Linked DNA regions of Mus musculus: region 2 is linked to region 1. Evidence: chromatin contacts called from public Hi-C data. All regions are on one chromosome and are shown on one strand. The core of a region is the stretch at or near the end of the contact, and the rest is flanking DNA. Distances in the headings are between cores, read along the strand shown. Region 1 overlaps Cgnl1 (cingulin-like 1). Region 2 has its middle 34 kb from the start of Cgnl1.

Region 1 (5,097 bases), core at 1,585-4,084:
CACACCTGGGCCATCAGTGCTGGGTATCAAACTCAGTGACTCATGTATGCTAGGCAAACACACTCTGAACTACAACCCTACCTCTAACATCATTCAGTTTAGTTTTACACACATACACACTCTAATATAAAATAAATTTTAAGGAAATTTATACCCTGGATAGATAAGTCCTAGATAATTTTGTTCTAGCTGTAGCCATTGAGCTTCGTGAGTTGGCTCCCCAAGGACTTAATCCCTTTCTGATGGCCATCACCACTATCACTGTAAGCACTTCTGTGATGTCTGGCTCTCTGTAATGCTCCACACCCCATTTGTGAATTCCCTGCCCTAGACTTGGAATTAGCCACATTGTCAATGAGCTGTGGACCCTTCTATGGGGGATTTATTGGCATTAGAAACTGAGATCATGCTCTTTAAGCCCTCACCTTTCTTACTCTCTAGCCCTCCTTCTCTCTCTCCCTTCCCCCCTCTCTCCACGTGGCCACGGCCAGCCTCTCTACCTTCTCTCCTTTCTCCCTGCCTTTCTACAATAAAGCTCTAAAACCAATAAATAAATAAATAAATAAATAAATAAATAAATAAATGAAACTGAGATCATGGTCGCTACCTGAGGGTAGGGGTGAGGCTCCTATTTATGGGCTCTGTCAGATGAAAATAACAAAGAAGGTGTATGTGTGTGTCTGTATGTGTGTGTCTGTGTGTTGCCCTTCATATGCAGACACATTAAATATTTCCACATGTAGTCATCTGTGTAGCAGATAAAAAATGAGTTCCTATTCGTGTCTACAACTCTAACTGTTCACATTATGGGTCGTTCTGGCCTTCTCCCTTTGCGCATATGTCCCCTCTCCTCCCAACAGTGAGAAACAAGTGGCTTCCACCTAATATCCATTAGTTTTACTGTTCAGTCTTGGTGTTCCTGTACCATGATTCCAGAGTTGTCCACATGCCCCTCTGTGGGAAATGACTAGGCCAATTCCAGCAGGCACAATTAGTTCTTTGGTCTCACAGATCTAGGGTTAACTTTGCAAACTGTACCCCTCCCTCCTTTTTGTGATATTGTTTCAGGTTTTTTATGTGTATGTGCATTCATCTGTATGTATAAGCACATGCATGCCTGTGTATGTGGAGGCCAGAGGTTGACCTCAGCTGGCATTCCTCAGATGGTGACACCTTGTATTTGAGGCAGGGTCTCTCATTGGCCTGGAACTCCCCAGTATGCTAGGTAGGCTGGCCAGCGAGGGAGCATCTTGTTTCTATTTCCCCAGCACTGGAGTTACAAAGGTATGCCTGCACCTGTTTATCTTACTGTAGTTCGTAGTCTGTGGGTTCTTGGGATCAAACTCAGATCCTCCAGGTATCAAGGCAAACCCTTTAGCGACTGAGCCACCTTCCCAGCTACAAGTCATTTAAATTCTTAAAAAAAAAAAAAAAGATTGATTTATTTTGTTTCATGTGTATGAGTTTTGTCTACATGCATGTGTGAATAGCATGTATGTTTCCAAAGCTCACAGAAGTCAGAAGAAGGTGTCAGATCTCCTGGAATTGAAGTTACAGATGGTCGTGAGCCACCATGTGGATGCTGGAAAACCAAACCTGGGTCCTCTGCAAAAGTAACCAGTGCTCTAACCACTGAGCAATCTCTCCAGCACCAACTTCTTTAAAACCCCAAACTGCCAAGCAGGGATTTCCTTTCTTTGTCTCCATTTGTGTTTTTGTGTGTGTGTGTGTGTGTGTGTGTGTGTGTGTTTTTTCTTTTCCCTCTTCAGTTTTTATTTCCCCTTTCCTGTCTTTGCAGAGTTTGTGTTTTTTTAAACTTTGCCTGTTCTATTTCACAACTTGACACCTGTTTTGGTAAGAATGTCTGCTTCCTGCCTCTGTCAGGACAGTTAGGGCACGAGGTACATTAGTCTAAGACTTCATAGCATGGTGTCTGCTGAGGTCATAGCTGAGGTCAAGAGGCCACCATCAGAGAGACGTGCCAGAGACAAAAAAGGATACTTTGGTTTCCATACCAAAAAAAAAAAGTATAAATTCGTCCCTAAGGGAATAATAACACAGGCATTCAAATGCCTTCTGTCTTCAGGTTTCTGCGCACGTCAGCCACCTGGCGTAAGGTGCGTGTTAATGTTCCACCTGGGTTAATGTCCAGAGGATTGTTTTGGATGCTGCAGTCCTGAGTGGGTTAATGTTCAGAGCAAAGACATCAAGGTTCATAGTGAGTGCATTTAAGAGTTAATTTCGCTGCTATTGCAATCTGAAGAGTTCCATTGGGTTGATTGTTGTGATGATGTAGGGTGAAGACAAGGGACCCCATGTAGGGCTGGGCTTAGAGGGTGGAGGATAGACTCCAGTTGCTATGGTTACAAGACTGGTGTGAGCGATAGCATGACATGGATGGAGAAGAGCATCCCTAAGCGGAAGTTTGGATGTCCAAACCTCGGAGCTGGGAGCTTGAAATTGGCTCATCTGCAGGGAGGTTCCGGTGTGTTCACCTCTGAACACTTTTCTCTTTGTAGATTGTCATTCATCTCCAGGAGATGGGAGGAGGTGGAGGGTGGGCCGTGGGTTCTGTAGAGGAGAGAGACAGGAGTGACTTTGTTTTGTGTATTTGGATTATCTTATTGATGTCTTTCCTGGCACTCCCAAGGCACAGAGGTAGTTCCCTGGGCTGACACTGTCGTTCTTTGTTAAACCTTCACCGTACCCAGTAGCTGATCTTGCTATAGCCTTTGAAAGTTGGCATCTATTCAGCACAATACTTAACTACCAGGAGGAAGAGGGAAAGTAATGCACCCTCCAGTTAATATTGATCCTGCTCAGCTCTCTGCTCCTGAGCACCAGGTTGTGTTTGGCATTTGTCATGGGGTGGAGGGAGAGAGTGTGGGGAAGGAAGGTTGCTGTCTTATAGGTCAGCTTTCCTTTTTGCTTTTGAGACAGTCCTCTGGGCTGGCCTCAGACTCAGTATGCAGCTAAGGATAACCTTGAACTCTGATCCTCCTGCCTGTGCTTCCCAAGTGTCCCAAGTCCTGGTTTTTCAGACCTAACAACCATGCCTAGTCTGTGCAGTTCTGAGGATCAAAACTTACTTCCAAGTTGTGCTTGCTCCAGGCCTGGGTTTCTGTAATGCCTTGCTGGTGTTTTCTCCAATCTTGGCAAACCCTGGAGTCTTGTGAGGCTCTGTTGACTCTATCTGGGATCTGGCTCAATCTTCTCATTGAGCCTCTGACTTGCCTGGCTCAGAGTTCTAAGCCTGTTGTTGACATGAAAACACAGCTCTCTCCTCAAAGGAATACAAGGTAATTTATTCTGGAGCAAGATATGAGTGACGGTGGCCTAGGAATAAGGATTCAGGCTGCCTTCAGTACCATAGTCTGGTGTGGTAATGCCTTCATGTAGTATTTATAATTATGTAAAAATCAAGATGGTTTTAAAGGACATTGAGAGCAGCAGGTAGGTAGGTTACAGCAAAGTGGGGAGGCCCTGTTGCAGACCTCAGGAGCTGTGTTTGATGACACTTGGAAGGGAGTAGTGTATTAACACATACCGGAAGTCACATGGCAGCTATAGGCTGTTAGGTCAGTCAAATGGGTGGACCATGGATGACTATTAAGGGAGCTAAAGATAGCCCAAGATAATTTGGATCTGAATCTGCAACATTCCAACTCTCAGTAACTGTAAATTTAATCTGTCAATCAGCTTTATAGAGTCTTTAACTCTGTGTGTCGGTCTGTCTGTCTATGTCTATGTTTGTATCTGTGTTTCTCTGCAAACATTAGTCCATACTGCTCTCTCTGCTTGGTTTGAGAGATTCCCTGCAAGGCTGGCAATTTCCTTCCAGCTACAAGTTCTCTTCTTAGAGCGGCCTTCTGGTCTGGTCCATGTTTATTCTTTCCCTACACAGTGTAAACTTTGTGGGGCAAGGGCCTCACCACTCCACGTAACTACTGCACAAGGCTGGCAAGCATGGTAGCAGACTCTTAGGAAGAACTTATTAGTGGTACTGAACAATCATAGCATGACCTCTGGATGTTGCTACTTGGCTGCAGTGTGGTTGTATGTCACGTTACAATATTTTAATCATGAGCTATAGAAAGAACCAAAGTGGACGGATCAGATGATGCCTTTATGCCAGTGAGCCTTCCTTGCTTAGACATCTGTACACAATAAGGATGCTTTATTACATATTACAGTTGCAGGGCCCAGGGTAGGAAGGGACACAGCAGACCCTAAGTTCTAACCTGCGTCCCAGGCTCTCAGAGATGATTTGGTGCTTGGAAATTGGAGGCCACTGGAGACATGTTCTTGCTCTGAAAGGAGATTGAATGGTCCTTTTCCTGTGTACACTTCACCCGAACACATCAACACATGTGTGCATTGAAATGTGGTTCCCTGCTAGGTGTAATTTAATAAAGGCCTAGCCATATGTAACACGGGAGAGCCCAGAGCCAAAGATGAGGCTGGGCTCAGGGGCAGGCGCTCCAAACCACGGGGTGTTTCCATGGGTAGCCAGGCCGACTAGGACCTGGATAGTTGTTGAGAGTAAAGTGCAGCATGGCCGGGTGGCCTTGGGCCAGGTGGCTTTGGGTTAGGGTTTGGATAATATTCTTTCTCACAAGAGTTCCAGGTTGGAAGGTTTTACCAGAGAATGTCCCTGCTGTCACCAACTATAGTAGTCACCTTGAACAAGAGACAACCTGCATCTGTGTGTGTACGGATCTGCTAAGGTTTTGTTTTAGGAAGTTTATTTGCTTTTGTTTTAAAACAATGTTATGTTCTACTTTTCTTTTACTTGTTCCATTTTGCTTTGAGATGGCAGCTCTCTATGTCCTCCATACTGTCCTGGAACTCAATGTGTAGTGCAGGCTGGTCTGGGATTCATAATCCTCTCGCTTCTGCCTCCCAAGTGCTGGTACAACAGGCATGTATACCACCATGCCTAGCTCCTTCTGATTTTCTTTATTCCTTTTTTCTTTCTATGTTTAGATTTATTTATTTTTATGTCTGTTAATTTTTTTTTTTTTTGCCTGCATGCATATCTTTTGAGGGTGCCAGATCCTCTAGAGCTGGAGTTACAGATAGTTGTGAACTGCCACG
Region 2 (5,097 bases), core at 1,498-3,997, 68 kb before region 1:
TCTGCCTAGTCCCCTCTAGTGCTGGGATTAAAGGTGTGTGCCACCTTGCCCAGGACCAATCCCCACTCTTGAATAAGCCCAGCATAATGGTTCATACTTGCAATACAGGCATTCTAGAGGTAGAATCAGGAGGATCAGAAGGTCAAGGTTAGCCTAAGCGGAACACAGTAAATTTAAGGTCAGCATGGGCATATGTGAGACCATATCTCAAAATAATAAGATAAAATTAAATTAAATTAAAAATTTTAAATTTATATTTACTGGACACATAAAGTTTGAGGTTGCCAATAGGTGCCAAAAAAGGATGTCAGACACTGGGGGAGTTGGAGTCATCGAGGCTTGTGAGCCACCATTTCAGTCCTGAGAATTATACCCAGGCCCTCTAGACGAGCAACAAGTGTTCTTAATTACTAAGCCATTGCTCCATTCCATACCCAGCTTGGAGTTTTACCAGGTAGTACCAGGCTGCTCTGCAGAGAGGAACATGAGGCTCAGGGGTCACGTTGTGGCCAGGATCCCTGGGATGAGGTTAGCAGAGATAAACAGACCCTAGGCTGACTGCTCATTGTAACCCATGCTGGAGGAGGTGGAGCACCACGACGGCTGAGGTCAGAAGGCTCCAAGCTCTGAAGACCCACTCTCCATCTTGACCTCACCCCTGCCCGGGAGGGACCAAAACTCACACATCCCACTTAGGGAAGAGGGGACCACTGAGCCTGCTGCAGGGGCTAGTCACCAAGGTGTGGGGATCTAGGACAGCCAAGCTTGTGTCAGAGATCAGGTATTGTGCTTGTCAGTGTGTGTGAGACGGCAAGAGTCCCACAAGAGAGCTGTGGTTATTTTTACTGCACACAAGCCGACCGGGGGCTGAGATGCTGGGCTAAGATACCTTTCCTAAGTCCTGTAAATAACAACAGGCCATCAAAATGGGATTTGAGCCCAAATCTTTTCGTCTTAAGTCTAGTGTTCACTCCATAACACATTTGTGGAAGGTACCAAGGCGCTTCAGTGTTTACGGAGATGAAAGCCTTTCATTTGAAATTTCTTTTCTTTTAAAGTTGTATTTGTTCATTGAAAACTCACAATTTGTTCTGCTCATGGTTTCCCCTCCAGCATCTCCCCCTCCCCCAGCATCTCCCCCTCCCCCAGCACCTCCCCCCCCCCCCGCATCCTCCTTCACTCCCCACTCCTCCATCTCCGAGCCTTCATTATCTTTGTTTTTATAAAACAAATACACATAAAAAGAAAAAAGAACAAATAAGCTGAGCAGTGGTGGCACATGCCTTTAATCCCAGCACTTGGGAGGCAGAGGTAGGCGGATTTCTGAGTTAGAGGTCAGCCTGGTCTACAGAGTGAGTTCCAGGACAGCCAGGGCTATACAGAGAAACCCTGTCTTGAAAAAACTAAAATACACACACACACACACACACACACACACACAAATATATATATATATATATATATATATATATATACACATATGTATGCATATATATATGCACAGAAACAGAATCATACACAATAAAAAGACAAAACTGAAAAAAATGTAGTATGCAAGCAGTAACACGTACACATAAACATGTGCACACACGTGTGCACACACAAACAGGCCCAAATTAAGAAATATGAACCAAAAAAGCCTATAATAATGCTGTTGAGTTCATTTCCTGTTGGTCATCACTGCTGGACACTAACAGAGTCTGTTATTAGCTGTAGTTAATATACTCAGTGAGACTAAATTGGAGAAATTCATTTTTTCCTGTTGTTCATTGGAAATAACCTCTTTGTTAGGAAGGGAAGCTCATGTCCACTTCCCCATTTCAGTGCTATGAACCTGTCTGCTGAAACACATATGAACTCACAGAAACTATGGCAGTACATACAGGGCCTGCACAGGTTTAAAGCAGTTTAACAGTGTCTTCAGAAACTCAAGTCCCTGGAGGAGTTACTCCATACATTACCACCAGGTGGTGCCACCACACAACGGCTGACTCTCCCAAGGGGTCAAGGCTGTATAGAATGGTCAGAAGAGTTAACTGAGCCTGCCTGGATCCACACTGGCTTGACCATGAAGTGCTGACCCGATTTGATAATAAGGGACAAGAGCCAGTCCACTTACTAACCCATCTAGTTGACAAAGATTTCTTTATGTCTAGTAACTATTTTCCTTGTTAGAGACCTGAATCTGTCTCTGAATGTATTATCTTTGTCCGGAGGCACAGGTACAGAACAGGGGTCTTTCACAAAGCCCACCTCCACTCCCCATCATATCCTGAGATGGCTGTCAATCAGGGCTGGAGATGGAAGATCAGAGGTCATATCTAGGCCAGCCAGGCAGCTTTAAACAGTGCAGCACCCTTTGCCTGTATTTATGTCATCTGTGTCAAGGGCTTGGAGAGCTGTGGAGTTGGAGAACTGGAAGGGAAAAGAGACTGGCTGGCTGTCTCACACAGGTGGGACAGGAAGCCTTCTTCACTGGCCACATGGTTCTAGGATTCTGGAAGCTCCTAGGGTGACATGCAAGGACAGGAGCCTGAGACCCAGGCAAGTCACCAGGCTGGCTCTGGCCTAGCCTTAGATGTGCCCATTATTCAGGAGGCCTGCTATGGAAAAGAAGCAGGAAGTCAAAACAGCAAGGAGTAGCTGTCCTGCTTGTCCCAGCACCGTGGGACTATCTACCTCTAGTGTGAGCTGCCCGGAACTTCTTTAGGGAGCAGGCCATGAGTCACTGAGGCGTCACTGGTCTCAGACTCCTGGTTCCTGTTACATGAGGAGGAAGTCTGACTGATGTCAAAGGGTCAGGAGAGGGGTCAGGGACTCTCAGGGTCCAGGTGACGAAGCAGTGTAGTGTTGCAGGCAGTTCACCCTGAGGGGGGACTTCCAGGGACACCAAGGGGCATGGCTTCCTACCCAGGCCAGGCAGCCGCACCCTGGCATGACTGAGGGTGGAGAGGGCACACAGTGAGAGAAGCAGTCTGTCCTCTTTCCCCTTGTCCAGTCCCCCCTCCTCACTCTGCTCTCTCCATCCCTGCTTTCAGCTCTGTGAGGGAGGACCCAGCTCTCCACCAGCACTTGGTCGCTTTCCTTTGCTCCAAAGTTTCAACCAGCCTTAGCATAACAGAAGCTGTTAATAGCAGGGAAAATGAGACGCTTGGAAAGGCTCTGGGCTGTGTGAAAACAATACAAAGTGCCACCCTGAGCTTTGTGGATTATAGTTTAAGAGATGCTTCCAAGAGCATACACCTGTCATCCCAGTGTCTGGGAGGCAGAGTCAGGAGGACCCATAGTGGACTGGAGAGCAAAGCTGTCTCAAAACAAGCAGCCACAGAACCAAAGAGATACCTTTAAAAAAGAACTATCTTATGATAGTAAGTAGCCATCTGTGAAGTACCATTTCATTTCTTAAAATCAGTGTATTGTGTGTGTGAGTCTCTCTCTCTCTGTGTGTGTGTGTGTGTGAGTGTGTGTGAGTCTCTCTCTTTCTGTATGTGTGTGTGTGTGTGTGTGTGTGTGTGAGTCTCTCTCTCTCTGTGTATGTGTGTGTGTGTGAGTGTTTCTCTGTGTATGTGTGTGAGAGTGTGTGTGTAGGGGGGAGGTCTGGCCTGGAGGAGCTGAAGTTACACTCGGTATGGGTTCTGAACGACCAAACTCAAGTCCTCTGCAAGAGCAGTATGTTCTCCTAACAGCTGAACCATCTCTATAATCCAAGAACTTAATAAAATGCTGCTTTTTTTAAAAATGCCATGGGGCTGGAGAGATGGCTCAGAGAGCACTGGCTGCTCTTCCAGCGGACCGAAGTTTAATTCCTAGCACCCACATGGCAGCTCTCAGCTGTCTAAAACTCTAGTTCTAGGTGGAATCTGATGTTCTCACACAGACATATGTGCAGGCAAAACATCGATGCAGAGCAAAACAGAATTGCATTAAAGAACTATTGCTGTGTTCAGGAAAAAAAATCCCCTTCTATGCAACACCTTATGCAGATGCCTAGAGCATCATGGACACAGATATTACAGTAAACCCCACAGGCAGACCTCTGTGCATACAGAAATGCTGTTGTTGTTGTTGTTGTTATTGTTGCTGCTGCTGCTGCTGTTAAAACTTAGCTGGGATTTAAAGGGATTTGAGTGTTTGTAACTCTTTGGTACAGTGGTAACAACCCGAAGCCCCTTCATATTTCATTTCTAAATTCCAGTCTGTAGAAATGATGTCAGTCCTCAGGTATTATGGTATGTGCCCTTCCACCTTTTACCGACCAAGTCCTGACCCTGGTGTCTTGGAATGCGACTGCACATAGTCCTTTAAAGAGGTCATTACTGACGAAATGAAGTCATATGCGTGGGCTCTAATTCAACAAGCCTGATGACCTTTTAAAAAGAGATTAGGGGACAACTCTCGTGTGAGCCCCCCCCCCCACACACACACAGAGAGAGAGAGAGAGAGAGAGAGAGAGAGAGAGAGAGACTTTTGTCTAAAGGCACACACAAGCACACACACAGGGATAGAGAGATAGAGAGGGAGAGAGAAAGAGAAAAAGAAAGAGAGACTCTATGGAAAGAAACAGGGAAAATAAGCCAACTTTAAGCCACAGCAAGAGGCCTTAGAACAAGCTACCCTTGCTGATTCTGAGTCTCGGATTTGTGGCCTCCAGTGATGTTTACCAGCTATCTCCCAACCCAGGTCCTTTATGGCAGAGGAATAGGGACAGAGGAGATGCAAACAGTGTGTCTGCTCCTGTCTCCTTTCAAACAGATGTTTGCACCGAAAGAGTTGATGGATGTTCAGACTCCACACACATTCTTTCTATGCTTCTGTATGTGGCCTCAAAGTGACAGTCTCCCTTCTGAGAGCCTCCTGTTTTAGTAATGGCATAAGCTAGACATGCAGAACCCAGGTGGGGCCTTAGCTGGGGTAGATGGAGAGAGAGGTGCAGCCTCCGGGCCTAGGGCCTTAGCTGGGGAAGATAGATGGAGAGAGAGGTGCAGCCTCCGAGCCTAGCTGAGCTCCAAACAAGTGTGAGGACCGGGTGGAGGTGGCCGGGAGTGGAGAGACTTGGATCACCCCAGCCAGATGCTGAGGTGACCTCCCGGAGTTCTG

The links. Hi-C and Micro-C count contacts between places; a contact is called where the count stands out from the background.
Region 2: a contact with region 1 is called in a Hi-C map of uterus, with 4 times the contacts expected there. The contact joins two enhancer-like sites. A contact is called at or near these places in 1 of 15 datasets of contacts at CTCF or cohesin (stem cell-derived epiblast-like cells), 12 of 484 Hi-C or Micro-C datasets (the AML12 cell line, embryonic stem cells, nephron progenitors and 2 more), 2 of 115 datasets of contacts at active chromatin or transcription factors (both in embryonic stem cells) and 1 of 9 other capture datasets (embryonic stem cells).

Annotation. Positions count from the first base shown.
Region 1 is chr9:71,735,533-71,740,629 of GRCm38.p6, reverse strand. All of the region lies in intron 1 of Cgnl1 (cingulin-like 1), which reads left to right. Among named protein-coding and RNA genes, the nearest start is that of Gm51713, 28 kb to the left of the region's middle. Within about 2 kb of position 2,834, at least 18 of the 459 cell types and tissues checked have an H3K27ac peak or open chromatin away from gene starts, as enhancers often do. A contact at or near this core is called in uterus, where this site is marked.
Region 2 is chr9:71,803,496-71,808,592 of GRCm38.p6, reverse strand. It overlaps a transcript of Cgnl1 not described here. Among named protein-coding and RNA genes, the nearest start is that of Cgnl1, 34 kb to the right of the region's middle. Within about 2 kb of position 2,747, at least 55 of the 459 cell types and tissues checked have an H3K27ac peak or open chromatin away from gene starts, as enhancers often do. A contact at or near this core is called in uterus, where this site is marked.